Linked DNA regions of Zea mays: region 2 is linked to region 1. A link is a contact called in public Hi-C data. All regions are on one chromosome and are shown on one strand. The core of a region is the stretch at or near the end of the contact, and the rest is flanking DNA. Distances in the headings are between cores, read along the strand shown.

Evidence for each region. A called contact is a pair of places that touch in the nucleus more often than the background predicts.
Region 2: a Hi-C map of bundle sheath shows a contact between it and region 1, with 4 times the contacts expected there. The contact joins the enhancer-like site here to the promoter of LOC100273105 in region 1. A contact is called at or near these places in 3 of 25 Hi-C or Micro-C datasets (bundle sheath, ear and tassel).

What each region holds. Positions count from the first base shown.
Region 1 is chr4:83,653,437-83,657,906 of Zm-B73-REFERENCE-NAM-5.0, forward strand. It overlaps LOC100273105, which reads left to right and starts at 2,114. Exons shown (of 3, transcript NM_001398895.1): 1 at 2,114-2,525. The coding sequence starts at 2,169.
Region 2 is chr4:84,516,418-84,520,887 of Zm-B73-REFERENCE-NAM-5.0, forward strand. No RefSeq gene overlaps it. Among protein-coding and RNA genes, the nearest start is that of LOC111591383, 110 kb to the right of the region's middle. Within about 2 kb of position 2,119, at least 17 of the 20 cell types and tissues checked have an H3K27ac peak or open chromatin away from gene starts, as enhancers often do. A contact at or near this core is called in bundle sheath, ear and tassel, where this site is marked.

The DNA.
Region 1 (4,470 bases), core at 864-3,363:
TTAATATTTTTTGTACCCCTTGATGTTTTCCTTTAATATTTGAACCATTATCATAACCTTGACCCCTTATATCATTAATATTTAGTCCAAAGGACTCCATAGCATCAATCAATGTGTTAAAAAGGCCCAAACCAGTTGTGTCATCCACCTTCAAGAACCCCAGAAAATACTCCTCAATATGAATATTTCCATTGGACAAATTGACACAACGAATCAATAAAGTCATTTGTTCTTGATGACTGACATCACGGGTTGCAATCTAGAATAATAGAAAAATACTTGGTATCTTTAACAACTTTTATAACTTGTAATATCAGTAGCCAAAAGAGATATCAACTCGTTTAGAATTTTAGGACTAAGATAATGATAATAAGTTTCTTTGTTCTGGATACGTCTAAGGTGTTCTTGCATTACTGGGTCAAACTCTGCAATCATCTCAGCACAAGCATAGAAATTACCATTACTTTCATGATAAAGTTGCTCACAAGTTCCTCTAAAAGCCAAGTTGCGTTTACTAAGAAATTGTCCTGAATATGTAGAACAACTGAATATGTGCAGATCTCATGGAGTCAAAGAGCAGGCAGCAGCCGGCAGGGGCAGGCTGCAGGCGGACGATTGCCTTGCTCTCACGTCTACAGTTTAATTGTCTAAAGCTCCTCACTGTGTTCTAAACTTCTAATGATTAAACGAAGATAAAGAACGAGACATACTAAGAAATAAATAATAAATAAATCAAATGATTGATGATTCCAAACTTCAAATGATGGATCGGTCTGTTGATGCACATGAGCACATCCGCCTCGGCTCCACGCACTACATGGTGGCCACTAGCGAGCAGCCCGGAGGTGGCCAGCGAGCTCATCAGCGGCCACGAGGGCAGCATCTCGGAGCGGCCGCTCACGGCGGTGGGCGCAGACGGACGGCCAAAGAGACGAATCGCAGAGGGATTTGGGCTAATTTTTTCAGTAGTTCAGAGAGCAGTCTGTAGCCGTCAGCCACAACGTACCTGCTAGCTGCTTGATGAAGATGAGAAGACCGGTCGTCGTTCTTGTTTACCGTATCACACTCACAGCAGCCGGCAGAAATTAGGTTAACAATAATAAGTCAATAAATTGTAGAAAGTATAGCAAATAATGGGCTACGTGTTTGGACAATTAGGCTGGTCAGCTAACAAAGTAAATACTATTTGGGCTAGTACTATACTTAAGTATATACCTAAGGGGCCCAACATTTTTGGGGCCCTGGGCGGCCGCCCGGCTCGACCACCCCCAGGTCCGGCCCTTACATGTTGGGGAACATAACAAATGCAAACCACGTTTTGGTGCAAACCTTATGCAAACATACTAAAAAAAGTTTTAAAAAATTCTGAAAAACATGAATATACATATGAGCTTACCTCATCTATATACAAAATTTTATGGTTAAATTCAACTTACTCTGGAACTTAAAAAAGGCAAAATTTCTGATAAACAGTAAAAGTTCAAATACATCAAAATTTGTTTTTTTTGTAACTGTTAGAGTAAGATGAATTTGATCATAAAATTTTGTATATAGATGAGTTAAGTTTAGATGTACATTCATGTTTTTATTTAGATTTTTTTCAATTTTTTAGTAGATTTGTATGAGGTTTACACCAAAACATGGTTTGCATTTAATATGTTCATATGTTCCCGACATGTTGTCTACGTACATCAACCTCCAACGTGAGAAACCTGAAACAAGAACAGGCTGATGGCTCCGTACTCCCTCCGGTGCAGTAAAAGAAGTCATCCTGCGCGTGACCGAGCGTGCACAAAAAGAAGTCATAGCGCGCGTGGGTCTGGGATTTGGACGTTGTTGCCCCTAGTAATTGCACAAAAAAAGATGCATTTAAGAGGAATCAAACTTAAGACCTCCAGTCTAGAATGCCTTGGAGCTGCTGCAGTAACCAATCAAGCCTAATTGTTTTAGTGACGTTAATGCACCCATATCCCTATTTAATAGGGGCAAACAAGGAAAACTCTATGATAATTAATCACTTCTTGGTATGCACAATCATGTTCTAAACGACTACCTTTACTGCACTGGGAGGGAGTACAAAAGAATCCCTCTCAGTTTTCATTCGTGCAATCGTGCTGCTGTCATTTCCACTTGCCTCCTCAATCAAGGCAACCGCCTCGACCACTCAAATGCTGCCGACAACCGCCACGGCCGCCGCGCCGCCGCCGCCCACGGCCGGCCCCGCCTCCTCCCCGAGCGAGCCGCACGCCGCGCTCCTCCTGGCTCTGACCTACATGCGGCTGCGCGAGCTGCTGTCCTGCGCTCGCACGTGCCGCGGCCTCCGCGAGGCCGTCGCGGGGGACCCGCTCCTGTGGCTGCGCCTCGTCGTGGAGCCGCCGCTCAGCCACCGGATCACGGACGAGGCGCTCCTCGCGTTGACGGACAGGGCGCAGGGGAGGCTCCGGTCACTCCACCTCCTCGGGTGCCCCCGCGTATCCGACGCCGGCCTGCTGCGCATCGTCGAGCGCAACCACGACGTCACCGAGGTACTGTCAACTGTGATGCTACTATTGTGCACAAAATTGGTAGATACTATTGGGACTGGATCGTTCATGGAATCAGTTAGTGTTTGCTATTATGCCTCTTCACGGTATCCGTTTAGGATTAGTACTCGTGTAATGGATTTATCTTAATAATATGTTGTTGATTCGCTGCACTGCATGATTTGGATTATCTTATTCCTTAATTTCCCATATAGATCAGTTATATTTCTCAAATTTCGGACAACACCATAACTGATAAACTCTTTTAGTTGTTATGAGCAAACAAGATAAATAGATAATAAAAACTAAAAGGAACTGTCAACGCAAGGTTCGATTCCAGTTGTCTAGACTCTATAAATGTTTTCAAGTCGGACGACTTGCTGACTAGCGCGGTCGGGCGACTTGGCGACTAATCGTGATTTTTCTAAACCGACTTGACGATTAATCACGATTAATCAGACAAATTGAAAACATGCCTAGATGGCACATGTTATTATAACTTGAAGAGAGTAATGGGGATATGACGAGTTTTACCCTTCAATTTAAGGTTTTCTTTTGTAGTTTTATTGCATTTGAGTTGTACCCGGTACACCCTGTCCTAAAGTTTATAATAAGACCACATATTCCAGAAAAGTAAATATTGGTGTTATTTATGTTCCAGGTAACACTAGCTACCCTCCTTAATCCTAGGATTAAATGTATACATGTCACCCAACTTTTACAAAATTGGACGACTAGTTTATTTTGATGCCATGAAGTGGCATGAAAATGAACTACTTTCCAATTTTCCAAAATTTTGAGTGGCATGTTTCCAACTGACCCTTAATCCTATTGTGGACCCCATAAATATTGTTAATCGCAAGAAACAAATAGGTACAATGAAATGCATACTCGATTCTTAGCCGCTCACCGGCCTGCAAGTGACTAAAGCAGCTATGGCTTTCACTTGCATTTGTCGACTGATGTAAGTTCCTAACAAAGAGAATACCTTCACTAAAACAATTTCTTCTGCATTTGCTACTCTTCAAAAAGTACAGAAGATGATGCATGGGAGTATAGGTGAGACTCTAAAACGGAGCTAAAAAACTAGACACCACTATGTTCTCTTTTAACTTAAATCAATTTTACAACCTGCATCCTTATTTTACCATGTCTGTAATACTAACTAATGTGTGTATATATATTTCTACCATGGTTCAAAAATCTGTAGACGCAAGAGCACTGGCCAATGAGAAGAAAATATTTTTGGTTTAGGATTTTGTAACATCCCGTCCACTCCCGGACCGGCGCCTGGTAGCCCTCTAGGATCATATACCATCCCACAGACCAATACGAGTCTTTTGTGCGCATTTTTTCCTCAATCATTCGCACCCGAGAAGACTTCCTGGTCGGTCATTCATCCCAAGATTACTCTAGGCCAAACACGCTTAACCTGAAGGTTCTTTCGAGATAGCCTTTCGAAAAAGATGTACTTTGTTGGTATGAGTACTCTATTAATTTTATTAAGCCTTAGACTAGGATATCACCATCCACTAGGGCCAGGATATCACAATCCACCCCCTTAGAAGACCAACATCCTTGTCAGTCAACCCCAAGCCAGAAACCTCCCGTCTTGGCCACGTCTGTATGTCTAGTGCCGTCATATGTCATGCCATGTGACCACTCCAGGCCCACGTGCGCCATGCGTCATATACCCGAACCCCTAGCCCACACACGCCCATGAAACCGTGAGGGTCGGCTCTGATACCATTTGTAACACCCCGTCCACTCCCGGACCGACGATACTTACTCCTGGTAGCTCTATAGGATCATATACTATCCCCACAGACCAACACGAATCTTTTGTGCGTACTTTGTCCTCACTTAGCGCACTCGAGAAGATTTCCCGATCGGTCACACACGCCAAGATTGCTTCAAGCCAAGCACGCTTAACTTGGAGGTTCTTTCG
Region 2 (4,470 bases), core at 869-3,368, 860 kb after region 1:
AGCCTAGCATGAGTATTGGCACAGTGTATCCTGACATGAAAGAGTTTAGATTGGCTATGCGCCAATTTGCTATAAATGAGGAATTTGAGCTGCACATCGCAAAAACTGACCGAACTAGGTACATTGGGTATTGCAAAGGAGATGGATGTCCTTGGCATATTGTTGGACGGAGACAACCAGATGGAAAAACGGTTATGGTATTTTTTGGTGCAGCTAGTAGTCATTTTACATAGCATGTATTTTATCGTTTCACTAAAGCTATTAGTGATTTATGAATTTTTTATCTATTCAGGTGACTGTGCTGATTGGTGGTCACACCTGTACATCAAGTGCAAGAAGGAAAACCACTACACCCACTAGTGCTCGGGTAGCTTCTAAAGCTGTTCATATCCTACAAAAGAAACCAGCCATGAAGACTGTTGAGCTGAGGGACAAGTTACAGGAGGACTTTTGTTGTGAGATTCACTATGACACTGTATGGAAAGGAAGACAGAAGGCATTACGAGAACTGCATGGCAGCTGGGAACAGAGTTTTCAATTGTTGTTCAATTGGAGAGCAGAGGTAATGAAGCGTTCACCTAGTAGAGACAGCTAATGCAGACCAAAATGTGCAAGAGGCAAATGCTATCATATCAAGTCCTATCAGACCAAATAGAGAAACAATATTACAAGATAGCCTATTAGATTGACTAGAAGGTCTGCACTATTTGTGAACTGCATTCTAGTGTTGCAGCTAATGGTAACTGCATTCTAATTCAATCATTTTTGCAGGGGGCTTGCTATGTTGCTTGGGGAGAGCACAAGTGAGCAGGCTGACTTCAACCTTGGCAGCAACAAAGATTTGGATGTGTCGCCAACAAAGCTTACAACAACAAAGAATGCAAAGCCTGCAAAAAAATGACACCAAGGAAGAAGAAGAAGAACCTGACAGCAAGTGAATGAACCTGACAGCAAGTGTATGCCACCAAGCAAAGTCTGTTTGGACTTGTTTGAAATCAATGTATATGAATTGTGTGACTCTTTTTATGAGTCCAATGTGTGTAAATTTTAATATCTTTCTGTCTGAACATCTATGAAACCAGTGAGTCTAAACTATGAACACCTATGTGGTCATTTGAATTGTGAACATCTCTGAAATTTTATTTGAACTTTATCGATTGGTGTGCTGAAATTTCTGTGCTGAAAATTGCACCGTGCTGAAAACTGTACTGTATTGGATTTTGTTGCAGATTGGTGTGCTTCTCTGTACTGTGCGCTAGAAAGCACAGAATTTTTTTTGCGCCAACTTCCATCAGAACAGCACTAGTCAGCTTGGTCTGGACGCTTTATCTGAACCTGGGTTGGAGCAATTTATTGGTCTGAACGCTACTCTTATTTGAACCAAGGGTGGAGTAGTTTTTGAACCTGGTCTGGACGTTTTTTTTTGAACCTGGGTTGGAACAGCCTATGTGCCAGTTTTCGAACGCTCCTCTTATTTGTACAGTTAACGGCGTTAAATGGCCGAAGGTTATAATGTGCTGAAGGGATAAAATGGCATTTTGTCTGTTGAACAATGATTGAAAATAGCGTAGCGGCGAAACCCATTTTTATGATGGCATTTGGACGAAACCCGTATTTGATAATGGCGAATGGGCAAATAACTCGTCTAAGGACGAGGCAGAAAGTGGGGCCCGTCAGAGTTTCGCCAGGCCGGCACAAACTGGAGTACGCTGGACGCATTTGCTGCCGCATGCCGCCAAATGCCACCTGTTCGGTTCCCCCCCTATCCCCACCCCACACCCCAGCTGGCCAGCTCACCGCGATGCTACGACGGCGCGCTCCGTCCACCCCGCTCACCGACCAACCACCCGCAGCCGCAGCAGAGCAGAGAGCAGTGTAGAGGGAACTCACGGACCTCACGTTGAGTCCACTTGTCAGCAAGCAAACATCGATGCAGTGGACTCGGACTCTGTGTACGCGAAGCAGGTGCCTCACGTCGGATCGAACGTACTCCATGCGGCCGGCGTGCGGCTGCGCGCTTCATCACTTCGGAGTTCGGACAGCAGTACAGCACCAGGGCCCCTGCGGCCCTGCCCCCTGGCCCGGCCTGTTGGGGAGGTACGGTACGGTACGGGGCTGGGCCGCAGGTGTTGGCCTTTGGCCGGACCCCGCCTCTCCCTCCGTTGCCGCACCGGTCCACAGCCACGCAGCTACGGTCTAGGCGTGGTCAGCTTCGCCTTCGCCCCACGGACCCACTGCGCAGCCACCAGGGGCATCCCATTGCTATTAGTTACGGTGCAATAGAAAGCGAGATATATCTGGTTAGTTAATGTTATGTATTACCACTAGCTGGAAAGTCGTAACGAAAAGAGATGAGTATGTGTTAACCGTTATGAACTAGCCTAACCAAACAAAAAAACAAAGGGAATATATACCACTCTAAACTGATCCCTGACAGAAACATCTAACCAAACCGCCACTGAAGCGATGATTTCTTTTTGTCAGATAAAAACTGAAGTATGGATGGATTTTGTGTCCGTTCTGCCACGACGAGGTTCCGTTTGAAACGTGTCGGCTATTCGCCCGACTTCTACTGCTCTTACACAATGTTTTATCTCTATAAATTATAGCTGCAGCAATTCTAACTGTTTGATTTAATCCGAAACGAACAGTCTAGTGGCTTGGTACTCTCCGAACAACTAGAGTAATTTTAAAATAAACCTTTTTTTGCTAGTATCTTCTGAAATACAACTTAACAAAAACAAGACATTAAAATCTAGGACATACTCCGTACTATTCGGTACCACTCAAGCATTGGAGCCTCAGTCCTAGCTTCACCTCCGTACGTGTGCCTAGAAAGGCAGACACTGACCCCTTAGGACTAATCTGAAAGCAAAGAAAACCAAACCTAAAAGAAAAAAAAAGACTCCCGTAATAAATAAATATCTTATTAAATCAGATCCTCATGAATTTCTTACTTTTAAAAAAAGTAGAGGGGTCCAAAAAGATTTAAGTTTTTAAACTGATCCTTTAATAAACGCCAGTATGTAGAGAGAGATAACAGGCACACGCACATCGTCTTTCTCATCTATCTCGCTCACGTATGTACCTTCGCCCTCACTCCTTTAGCTCGGACGACAACTGCATGCCCAGACCGACGGGGAAACTCAAACTGCATGCAATGACACTTCCAAACCGTCTGTAATGAGACTACCTATCTATATATCTAAGTAACCAAAGCAAGGAAAACATTTGACCGTACAATGCAAACAAGTAAGCTTAGCCTGTTTTTCAAGTTGTGTACATTATAAAAAAAATACTCCCTTCATTCTATATATGTTTTGGATTTTCAAGATACATATTTCTCAATTTTAAATTATAAGATATTTTAACTTTTTAGATATTTTTTTTTACTATGTGTCTAGACATATGGTATATCTAACTGTATAATAAAGTAAATAGATTCGTAAACGCCAACGTCTCGTAATAATTTAGAATCGAGGGAGTAGCTTTTACAATACACTTAGATATACACTATGTATCTAGATATATAATAAATACAATATACCTAAAAAATAAAACATATTATATTTTAGAACAGATGAAGTGTTTTGTATAGAGAGCATATGCATGGAGGCAATCGATTTAAACAATGACGAAATGGTGCAGCGATATACATGATGCATGTTGTTCCATACCTGGCCATGTCAAATATACAGTCCTTCGTTGCGGCGCTCAAGTTCGTTGCCTATCCGACCTCTTATATGTATGCACTATTGGAAACGTATACTACTCCATACGCTCTTTTTATTTGTCGTGTTTTAGTTCAAAAATTAACTAGCGAACGACAAATATTTGAAAACGTAGGTAGTATACAGTAGGGTAATTTGGTCTTATTTTATTTTCTTAGAGAGATAAAAAATAATGTTCTTAGCTTTGAAATTTCTGTATTTTACATATAAAAAGAAAGCAGGTAAATTGTTTTGCATCCATTTCTACAAGGGCACAAGCAAATGGTCAATATATTATATTTCGGGGAGTTGTACTAAGGCCTAAGGGAATGTTTGATTTTAGGGGCTAATTTTTAGTTACACCATTTTATTCTATTTTAGTTTCTAAATTATCAAATATAGAAACTAAAATAAAGTTTTAATTTCCGTATTTGACAATTTAGGACCTAAAATAGAAGAAAATAGAGGGACTAAAAATAGTCCTTAGAAACCAAACATCTTTGATATATTGGATTTTTTTTGACGTATCCATTTATGCTTAAATAAGCTAGTGTTGTTTTTCTCGAGTGCCCCGCCCCTCCACTTTAAATTATAATATGATGTTCTGGCTTTTCTAAATGTATAAGTTATGTTTAAAAATTAAAAAGAACCGAGAAACCTAAGTACGTTAACACCACATCAATTTTCCACATGGATACCCCACAAAAAATCCACATGAACACCGTTGGACTGAGATCTATGTATTGCTTTGGGCGTTTCG